2 separate regions of the Mus musculus genome follow, and region 1 is linked to region 2. A link is a contact called in public promoter capture Hi-C data. All regions are on one chromosome and are shown on one strand. Each heading gives the region's core, a stretch centred on a gene start, on an enhancer-like site or on the middle of the called end of the contact. The rest is flanking DNA. Distances are from core to core; before and after follow the strand shown.

Region 1 (5,208 bases), core at 2,049-4,548, 39 kb before region 2:
TCTCAGTCTATACTGTTCTCAACTGAATTGCTAATGTAAGGAATTTGGGAGGCTGGGGTCATAGCTCAATGTTTGCCTGGGGTTCTTGAAAACCTGATTCCATGCCCACCGTCATTACTGAAAACTCCAGGAATTTTGGTAGCTAATTTTGATCATCAAAAGCATTCTCTTTCTAACCCTGAAATGGGGAGCTGGCTACTCCCTCTGCTCCCATTTGCAGAGTACCTGCTGCACACCCTAACCTGTTCTGAGTAATTTGGAGAAATAGGAGCTGAGGACTGGTCTGCCCAGCATAGTGCTAGGTCAGTATTGAAGGACCTCAAGGTCCTTTGAAGGGTGTCATCAGCAACTAAAGGAATGTATGAGTTGAAGAAATGCATGAATGCTTAAACTACACAAAAACCTGGGTCCTAGGTGGGAATTTCCAAGCCTGTGGAACAGTCAGAGTGAGCTGTTCCTTTGTGATTCATAAGATTGTTGACAAGAGACATTGCCATGGAGAGTACTGCTTGGGTTCTATTTTATTACTATTTCTGCGACCTGGACTTCCGGGATTATCCCACCTATGACCACATCTAACACAGGAAGAGGTGTCTATCACTGTTTCTTGTGGTTTATGGCTCTGATGTAGAGGACACCTATCCTGCTCAGAGGACCTCCTGAACTTCCTCAAAGCTCAGGGTGAAGCATGGAAGGCTTTCACGGGTCACATCTGGAGAGAGTTCCCCAAGAATGAGAGCAAACAGGGGTCTGGAAATTCTTGTGGATGGCTTTTGGTGCGCACGCAGGGCTGGGGAAACACCCACAGGAAACCAGGTGTGAGTCAAAACCCTTGAGTGTCTTGGCTGTTGGTTTTGTATCTAGGGCAAGGGTGAAAACGGAGTTACTGCTTCCTGGTTCAGACCTGGTATCAGTTCTGCTGACTGCACCACCAAGAGCATTCCTCCTTACCCCATCCCCCACCCCCTTGACGTTTTTTAAATAGGATCTTACAGTGCATCCAGGGTTGACCTCAAACTCATGAGTCCTCTCCCATGCCTGCCCTACCACACCTGGCTAAGAGCATCTTTTAGAAAGAATTAAGTGGATGAAATCAAGGCTCCCGGAAATCCCTTCTGGAATGTTCCTGCCCCTACTTTATAGCTTTGGAGATGTATTTCTACAGGCTCCGATCATTCACACGGAGAGCTACATTTCCTGTTTCTGGTTAGTCAGACTCTGCACCACCTGAAGGCTTCGTCATGACTCAGTTTCAGGAGTGATCATAGCCACCTTTTCTTGGCAGCTCTGTGTCAGGGTGCCCTTTTAATGGGAGCAGCAGGGCTGTAGGGCGAGAGCTGTGTGTTATGATTCTTATTTTACAGTTAAGGTGACTCTCTCTGGTTTAGATAGAGTTTGAATGACTGCCAGTCCCGTAGGCTGGCAGGTGACAAAGTAGGGCTTCCATCCCAGGGCTAACAGTATGACCCCCGCAGGCTTCAGAGCCCTTCCCTCGGTGCTCAGTCTTGGAAACCCTCCGTGAGCATCCTACATCTGTTAGTGTAAATCAAGTGGCATTGTGGCCAAAGACGCATTGTGAAGTTTGTCAGTGGCAAATGCAAGTGGCTTGTGGGTGTGGAAAGAGGTCAGTGGACAGAACGTGAGGAACAGGAAGAACAGTGAGCAGGGCTGTCTGTGAGGCTTAGACACACACAGAGCTGCCGAGTCACCTGTGCAGCCCAGGCATGGGGCAGGACTGGTTCCACAAAGAGAAGAGCAGAAACCCAGTGATAACCAGTGACACCCAGTAACATTCCTTCAATCAGGCTCTGCTTCCAAATTGTACCCTTGTCATCTCCTGGATCCACCCTTCTGCAAAGCTAGCCTCTTCCACCTCCTGCTAGCTTCACCCTCCACTTTTCAGTCAACAATAGAAAACGCCCTGCCTTACCAGTGGCCAGTGTTGCCTTCAGCAGTCAAGTCTTGACAAGTGACCTGGCTGAAGGCTTTTCCTCCACATTCCTCTCGACGGATTCTCAAGTACCATCTGGTCGGATCTGAAGCCCAGGTGGCAAGGTTCTCTCCCTTTGAGAATCCACTCCCTTTTCCTTCTGGGCTACTTCAAAACGGGTGTTCTTGAAAATAATTCTGTCTTCCCTTTGGACTAACTCCTGTTAATAGTAATACTTACCATGTTGCGAGCCTTTATTCTGCACTAGGCTAACTATGTTCATCATAACCTTCAGTCCTGGTGCTGTCACCACAGAAAATGTACTTACCCTCTCCACAATAAGAAAACTGAAGCTTCAAAAGGAGGAGCTATTTGCCCAAGTCACTCAGCCGGCTATTAACCCAGAAAATTGAACTGATTATCAATTCTGGCTCAGATAGGGGTTTCTCGTTCTCAGAGGTAGAACAGAGGCAAGGCCTGGACCCACCCCCTCAGCAGTGGCAAACACAAAACTAAACCCAGGCTTCCATCTCTCTGCTCTGCACATACCGGAGTGTGAAGCAACCTGAACAGATTTAGCTTGGAATAGTTCAACTAACGTTCTCTCTCTTTCTGTTCTCATTTCTAGTGTCTTCCACAAATGCTTCTGGGAACTGGAGGACCCAGTTAACCATTGGGCTATCTGAATATGAAAATCCAGTGCATTCTCCCTACACCAGCTACTATGGCAGCATCTACAATCCCTTGTCCTCTCCGAGCAGGTGAGAAAGTGTTGGCCAGGTTCTCGGAGCCTGGTCCTCTTTGAAGGACGTGTGGCTCCTACACTGCAGCCTGGTGGTGAAGAGGCATAAAGTGGGATTTGGTAAACAAGAGCCTACAGGCCCAACCCAACTACCACCATATTCAGTAAATAGTGTTACACTGGAAAGTGGCTATGCTCATTACTCTACCTGTAAGCTGTGTGTGTGTGTTCACACTCTGAGGACAAAGATAAATGGCTGTGACAAATAAGACATGGCTAGCAAAGCCAAAAATACTTTTGACTTCTAAAGTTTCCTGAGCTCCATGTAGCTCACCCAAATTCAGCTCTATCTCTTACAGCTGTACACTTTAAAGTCATAGTCTCAAAGCCGGGCTGCTCCTTCTGGTCTATTTTAAGGGTGTGCTTAAAACTGTATTGTGGATAATGTCCATTTAAGTCTTTTCTGGGAAAGAGAAAACCTACACACACACACACACACACACACACACAAAACCAATCTCTGTCCTCCAGTCAAGCTCTTTGTATCAAAGTCCAGCTAACAGTTGTTGAGTTGGATTTCGCCACTTGCTGTGTTTTGTGATCACTAAGACACGGTGGACACAGCCAGCTGTCCTGTTTGTCTTCTGATGTAGCTCCTTGTAAACAGCGAAGGGAACACACGGGCACAGTGCTTGACAGTGCGACTTTAAAGAAACGTGACTTCTTCCGATGAGCACGTGACTCCCCTGGCATAGATGCTAGGCAGGTGGATGGAGCAAATGGTCGTCGTATCATCTCGGGCCTGTTAAAAGGAACTCTTCGGAGGAGGAGAAGTTAGCTTCACTCCTTCCTCTTATCTCTGCCGCCCTCACCCAGAGTGCTGTGAAGACACGCATTTTCTGGGTTTTTAAAAACTTGCTCTTGCTGTAGAGACTGCAGTCTGTACAGTGTCTGTGCTATTGAACTGGGCAGGTCGGCAGCACCCCACGGAGGCAGCTGGTGTTCCGAGCTAATTGGAAGTATTCACTCCTCCCGTCCTTGTTTTTCTTCCCCACATTCCATGGCGTTTTTCTTGGCTTGAAATATTAAGCCAATTGTCTCAACCCAACAAAGGGTGTGCTCAAAATAGACTTTTGGTGAAACTGTACTTCACAGGGCGTCAGCGGGCTGGGACTTGTATAAATAATGCTTAAAAATGAGTTTGCAGCAGGATCCAAAATTCATGGCCCCAAGTCTGATCTGAACCCTTTCAACACAGCTAATATATTTGCAGATATTTTCCGTAATTGGACAATGTTTCCCTCCGTTCTGCAGAGTCAGTGCACAAGTGGTTCCGATATCTTTTAACACTGCGTTCATTGAATCCAGGAACTGCTAAACATTCTGAGAAGAAAACTTTTTTTTTTTTTACCAAGTCTGCTTATGTATTTCAGTAAGACCAAGATGACTGAATAGAGGAGCTGTGTCAAAGGGGACATAGTGTGCAGGAAATTGGAAGCTATTTAAAGCTCCATTGTGGTGTGGGTGGGTGTTCACACTCACAGGCCCTCATTGTGGAGAACATAAGGGAAATAATAAAGAACTAGAAAGATAACAATGGAGCTGTAATCTCACCAACCAGAGACAGGAATACTAACATTTGACACATTTCTCCATTTCTCTCTGTCCATTCTAACATGATCATAATGATATAGTAAATACAGTTTTGCATCTTATATTATGTATAAAATTATACATCTCATTCTCAAAATTTTGATATCATATAAATACATTCCTATGTAGTTAAACTTTTTTGGGTGGTTTGGATTTTTTTTTCAAGACGTGGTTTCTCTGTGTAGCCCTGGCTGCCCTGAAACTTAATTTGTAGACCAGGCTGGTCTTGAATTCAGAGATCCACCTGTCTCTGTCTCCTGAGTGCTGGGATTAAAAGCAAGCCCACCGCCTAGCTAAAAGTGTGTTTTGTAAGTTCCTGCTTTTCAGATGAATGACAACATTTATGGCACAGAAATAATAGAAGCACATATTTCAACCTGCCCTATGTAGGATTTAAAAAAAAACAAAACTATGATACAATCTGATTTTTTAATTTAATTCAATTTAATAAACCAAACACAACAATAACCATTCATAAAGTTTCATAAATTTGCCTTAAGACTACATGATGCATTTTTAAATGTAAACATGTTTTTAAAGCTGCTGTGGTGGTTCATGCTCTTGAGAAGCTAAGGCAGGAGGATTGCTGCAAATTTGTGGTCAACCTAAGCTACATAATAAGATTAAAATCAGTGAAACCCTGTCTCAATAACCATAGCAAAAGGCATGATTTCTAAATCAGAGACAGAATACATCTTGTGAAAATCTTGTAATGAACACCATCTTTTACAATTAACATATTCGTTATGCTGATAACGGGGAGAGACAAAATAAATTTCATAACGTACAAGAGTAACTCTAGATTGTCCACACAATTGTCTTAAAATGCTCAGCAACATATGAATGGGTTGTTCTTGTTGTTTTTTTTTTTTTTTTAAATAAG
Region 2 (5,305 bases), core at 969-3,468:
ATATTCAAACAACTACAACATACCTGCATATGTGTATATGTATGTATGTATATATATATGTATATATGTGTATATGTATATAATTAACCATGGAATAACACTAAGAGAACCACTTAGGTCTTCACATGAAATACATTTAATTTTTCATATTCTTTGACCCTGTAATTTGACTTCTTAGAATTTATCCAACTTAACCTAAGCAAATAAACTTGGGTGCATACAACCATGTAGCTAGTAAGATGTTCATTGAAGCCTGTTTGTACTTCTGAGAAATGAAAACAGTTTAGATATGTAACAATTAAGGATTGGTTATATGAACTATGCACTTTATAAATTATAGCTCTTTACAGAGAGATCTTAAAAGTTATGTTTTTCTAGAATATGTAATTACCTCAAAAGTAATCTGATTTGATCAAGGAGAAAACAGAGAGCAGACTGGATATGGGTGGTGCTTGCCTGTAGTCATGACACATGGCTGTCAGAGGCATGAGGATAGCTACAAGATCAAGACCAGCCATGCCACGACGTGTGTTCCAAAGCTACCTAACAAAACTATGTCAAAAACAAACAATAAACCAAAGAGCACAGGGCTAGGGGCGAAGCCAAGGGCAGAGTTGACTTCCAAGGTCAAATTGCCAAAGGCTATAAAGATGGCATGTTGATCCAGAGTTCCTATTTCTAAAGAAATGACTGAGACAAGCCAAAGCATTCATTGCAATTGCTCTCAACAGGGAAATAAGGTGAAAAATTCACACTCTCTCTTGTTCTGTATCTTATGTTCCTGTTTGTACAAAAATATCTAAATTTCTGAGTAAAGAGTTGCAAAACTCAGAATTTGACAATAGTTAGCCTATGGTGACACACGCCTTTAATTCCAGCACTTGGGAGGCAGAAGCAGGCAGATCTCTGGGTTCAAGTCCAGCCTGGTCTACAGAGTGAGTTCCAGGACAGCCAGGACTACACAGAAGGACTCTTGTCTCTGGAAAAAAATATAAAAATATAATATATATGAAATATATAAATATATAATGGTGAAGCCTTTCTCCAGCCCAGCCCTCTAGACACCTATACCCCTCCCTAAAATCACGTGAAATGTTTGGTTTCTTATTTATTATTCAATAATCTATCTCACTGATATTTTTATATTTATCTATTTGGGTTGTGTTGGAGACAGGGTCTCTCTATGTAGCCCTTTTTGTCCTGGAACTTGCTATGTAAACCAGGCTGAGCTTGAACTCACAGAGATCTGCCTGCCTCTGCCTCCTGAGTACAAGTACAAAGAGACTAAAGGCATCCAGAACCTGGCCTGGCTCTTATTTTTATTTATGTACATTTGTTTAACTTACTGTCTCAAGACTATCCTGTCATGCACACTGTTTTAGAGTTTTGTGTAGCCAGCTAATGTATACAATTGTGCTTTCACCTTGGTGGGAGTGTATCTGAGGTATATACCTCAAAAGGTAGGGTTGTTGGATCAACATAAATGTATGTTAGCAATTTGAAAAAAATTAGTGTCCCTCCCCCACAGTTTACAAAGAAACTCTTTTCATGTCCCTTTTCTCCCAGTATTTCAACAGTATGATTACAAACATTCTCTTCAGAGCCATCTTAATTTAGCTAGGTTTGATAAACACTTACTAAAGACATAAATGGTTTTAAACCCCTTACATGGCCCCTCTCCCTTACATGGAAATTCAGGGCCTTGTTATCCCCATCTGTCAGGTCACAGGATCTAGGTGCAGATAAGAGCAGCTTGCACCGGTTCACTTACACAGGGGTGAATACCATAGCAAGACCTGAGCTGTTCCCTTCAGAGGCACGGCTTCCAGAGCCTGCTGGAAAGATCAGGCAAAGCCCAGCTCACCGGCCACCTTCAGGGGACGACGCTTCTATTCCAGGAGAAACTGCATTTGCTGGCTGGATTTTCATTCTGATGTTTTGTGAGTTGTTTAGATAAGCAGCAGCAGGCTCCCCGGGAGATCTAGAGCATGGGGTGTGGGCTCCCTGGGGTGGGAGGGCTTTAGAAAAGAATGCGTTTATTCCTGCAGAGATTCCATAGCCCGGCTACTCGCTGTCTAGCCCAGCAGCTGTACTGAAATGTCAGATGGATTTGTCCAGATGACTCAAGTTGCCAAAAAGGGACTCATGTAGTAGTTCCACAACTTGACTCTGCCCAGAAAACCTTGCTTAATATAGATCCCACATGAGCTGAGCTATAGTCACTCCCAGCAGCTCAACCAACACCATTGAGTGAGAAAATCTCTCAAGGGTGGGTTGGCCTAAGATATTTGTTAATTAGAAGACACTGAGGTGTTTGCATACTGATTCCTTCTTTAAAATATATCATATTGGATTATTTCTTCTTTTCTGGTGATCTAGAAACAGATAGAAAAAAAGTAAACTATGTCGGGGCACAGCAGGAATTCGGAGCAAGAAGACACCCTTAGTGAGGAGCTCGATGAAGACGAACTCCTAGCCAACTTATCCCCTGAAGAGCTGAAGGAACTGCAGTCAGAGATGGAAGTCATGGCCCCTGACCCCCACCTTCCTGTGGGGATGATCCAAAAGGATCAAACAGACAAGGCACCCACAGGAAACTTCAACCATAAGTCTCTCGTTGATTACATGTATTTGCAAAAGGCGTCTAGACGCATGCTGGAAGATGAACGAGTTCCTGTCAGTTTTGTGCAGTCTGAGGTAACCAGGGATCTGTGTGGGACACAAATGGCTGCCGGGACTGGGCTGGCAGGGTAGTGTTTTGCAATTGTGATTTCTCAAGACTGAATGAAATGTGTGATTCTGTTTTGGATTTTGGCACACCTAAATTAAATTATAATATTAAGTTCTAGCCCAGGCTGTAACTTTCTGAAAAAATAGTATAATTGCAAGGTAGTGGGGAGAAGGTGATAACCTCTTGTCAGTGTTTCTCTTTCAACATTGGCACCAGGGTCTCTGTGTGGAGTTGGTGGTCTGTAGCCATGAATGACATGTAATGGTTTAACACAGAAACAGCTCTTCTGTCTTTTTTTTTTTTTTTTTGGCTTCTCCTTTTGAGAAGCTTGTCCAAATTCTACTCCACATTTCTCCAGACTACTTATGCACATACGATATTTTACATATAATGTCAAAGATTCCCCACTTCTGAAGAAATCTGGCCATACACTAAGCCAAACCCAAGACTGAAAACGTGGGCACACTGTATGTGCATTGGGCATCAGTGATGACACCTGAAAATTGATGTCTAAGAAGGAATCTTCAAGAGAGTCCTCTCTTGAGATACTTATCTAAAAACTAGAGCTGGCATGAGTTTTGTATAAAGCACAGTTAAAATTTAATTACATTTTTTTATTATTAGGTGTGTGTGTGTGTGTGTGTGTGTGTGTGTAAGTGTGTGAGTGTGTGTGTAGGTCAAGCGAGGTGGCAGGTACCTTTACCTGATAAGCCGTCTTGATGGTTCTAAAGGACAAATTTTAATGTTGCACTTAAAAATGATTGAGAAGAAAGAAGACAGATTTCTTATGTATGGTTTCTTTGGGGCCACCTGCTAGACACAGGTGCATGTTGTCACATTGGTGTGATAGAAGACAGTAGTGAGCATTAAGCAGAAACTGAAGTCCAGGAAATAAATTTCAGGCTTGATCAGACCAGAGCTTATCGTGTCCTTTGCAGACCTCTTACAATTGCACTTCTGTGAGTTCGAAGACAATTCCATACAAAGACCAGTTTTAGGAGGACTACAGACAAAAACCAATGCTTTTGTTTCCTCGTGTGCATTAAACAGCTTGATAATTGGCTCCCCCTGCTGGAGCAGATGAGACATGGGGTGTTTTAGGAGGTAGTTTAAGGACAATGTTGTCAACTGTCATGTATCACCAGCGTTGAGTTCTTGCTCAGAACACTGCATGTCAGACTTCTCCACCAGCTTTGGGAATTACAGCCGCAAGATGCACAGACGCACACAAAGTGGAGAAGGATTCAGGAGAAGCTAGTGGACTCTGATCTGAAGCCTGCCTTTTCCCTTCCCAGACACTGCAGAGTTGTAAATCTCACCCTAATCCTGTTCCATTTCAAGGCTGGCTCTTTCCTCAATGCGCTTTGCTTCAGAGACTAGTGAGTAATGAAGGTGGTTTCCCCAGAGCTAGGATTCAAACCAAGGTTTTAAAAACACACTCCAGGTTATCAGAGTAGTCTCCTTCCCCTGCACCATGTCACAGTCTCAGAGCCTCAGGAAATGCAACATCATGCGTGTCTCCGAGAGCAGTGGATACTTTAGGAAGGGTAGAAGGAATATTTTCTTTTTGAGATAAGGGTTTCTCTCTGTAGCCCTGGCTGTCTTGGAACTCACTCTGTAGACAAGTCTGGCCTCAAATTCACAGAGATCCACCTGCCTCTGCCTCCCAGGGCTGGAATGAAAGGCGTGTCCCACCAGAGCTCGGCAGGAAGCTATTTTCTAACAGAGCTCTGTGGAGTAGAAACACTCCCTTTCAAATACACATGGAACAAAGGCTTTGCTACAGGGATCTAAAAATCTGTATCAGTTCCAAATATGTTTTAACAATCATCTTTTAAAATATCGAATCTGTGGGTTGGGGATTTAGCTCAGTGGTAGAGCGCTGCTTGCCTAGCAAGCACAAGGCCCTGGGTTCGGTCCTCAGCTCTTGGAAAAATAAATAAATAAATAAGTAAATAAATAAATAAAATAGCATCTGAAAACAAAATTAACTAACTTTTATTTGAATGTACTTGGTCTTGTGTATCCTCAGGGACTCCATCCTTGAATTCAACGAATTGTGAACTGAAAACACTAAAAAAGGTTTATTTGTTTATTTATTTATTTGCCATGTGGACTGGATATATACAGACACTTTTTTCTTTTTTAAAATAAAACAGTCCCTGTTTGCATCATGTATAGCAGCTATTAGGGTGTCTAGAAACAGGGTAAAATGTCTCATATGGGCAGGCGGGGTGTAGGATAGAAATGTGCATACACATATATATGTATGTACGGGCACAACCCCAAGCGTGTGTCTGCAAAAGTTCCTCCTAACTTGGTTGGTTTTGCTCACCGTGGGATCCTCTGTAGCAGCAACACAAGGCAAATGTAAAACCAAAGGCTGCACAATGCAGGTAGCAGGCACGCGGCAGACGTTCAGTTCCTCCAGGGGTTACCTTCCTGACTCAGAAAAACAAAAACAAGGCTTTGATAATAATTATAGAAGTGTTTTCCTGTACATATATAAATTTGTACGTGTACATATATGGAATAACATTACACATACGGTTTATTAGATTGAGTTAGTTCACT

Evidence for each region. Promoter capture Hi-C pulls out the DNA fragments that hold promoters and counts their contacts.
Region 1: a promoter capture Hi-C map of liver shows a contact between it and region 2, with 2.7 times the contacts expected there. The contact joins the enhancer-like site here to the promoter of Lmod3 in region 2. A contact is called at or near these places in 5 of 39 promoter capture datasets (embryonic stem cells, hippocampal neurons, liver and 1 more), 8 of 484 Hi-C or Micro-C datasets (the N1E-115 cell line, liver and myocytes), 2 of 115 datasets of contacts at active chromatin or transcription factors (CD8 T cells and embryonic stem cells) and 3 of 9 other capture datasets (adipose tissue, embryonic stem cells and pancreatic islet).

What each region holds. Positions count from the first base shown.
Region 1 is chr6:97,289,846-97,295,053 of GRCm38.p6, reverse strand. It overlaps Frmd4b (FERM domain containing 4B), which reads left to right. Exons shown (of 23, transcript NM_001346637.1): 22 at 2,559-2,691. Among named protein-coding and RNA genes, the nearest start is that of Gm32191, 40 kb to the right of the region's middle. Within about 2 kb of position 3,298, at least 34 of the 459 cell types and tissues checked have an H3K27ac peak or open chromatin away from gene starts, as enhancers often do. A contact at or near this core is called in adipose tissue, liver and myocytes, where this site is marked.
Region 2 is chr6:97,249,670-97,254,974 of GRCm38.p6, reverse strand. Lmod3 (leiomodin 3 (fetal)) reads left to right here and starts at 2,218. Exons shown (of 3, transcript NM_001081157.2): 1 at 2,218-2,697. The coding sequence starts at 2,404. It overlaps Gm32191 (a long non-coding RNA gene), which reads right to left and starts at 2,071. Exons shown (of 4, transcript XR_869294.2): 1 at 1,865-2,071.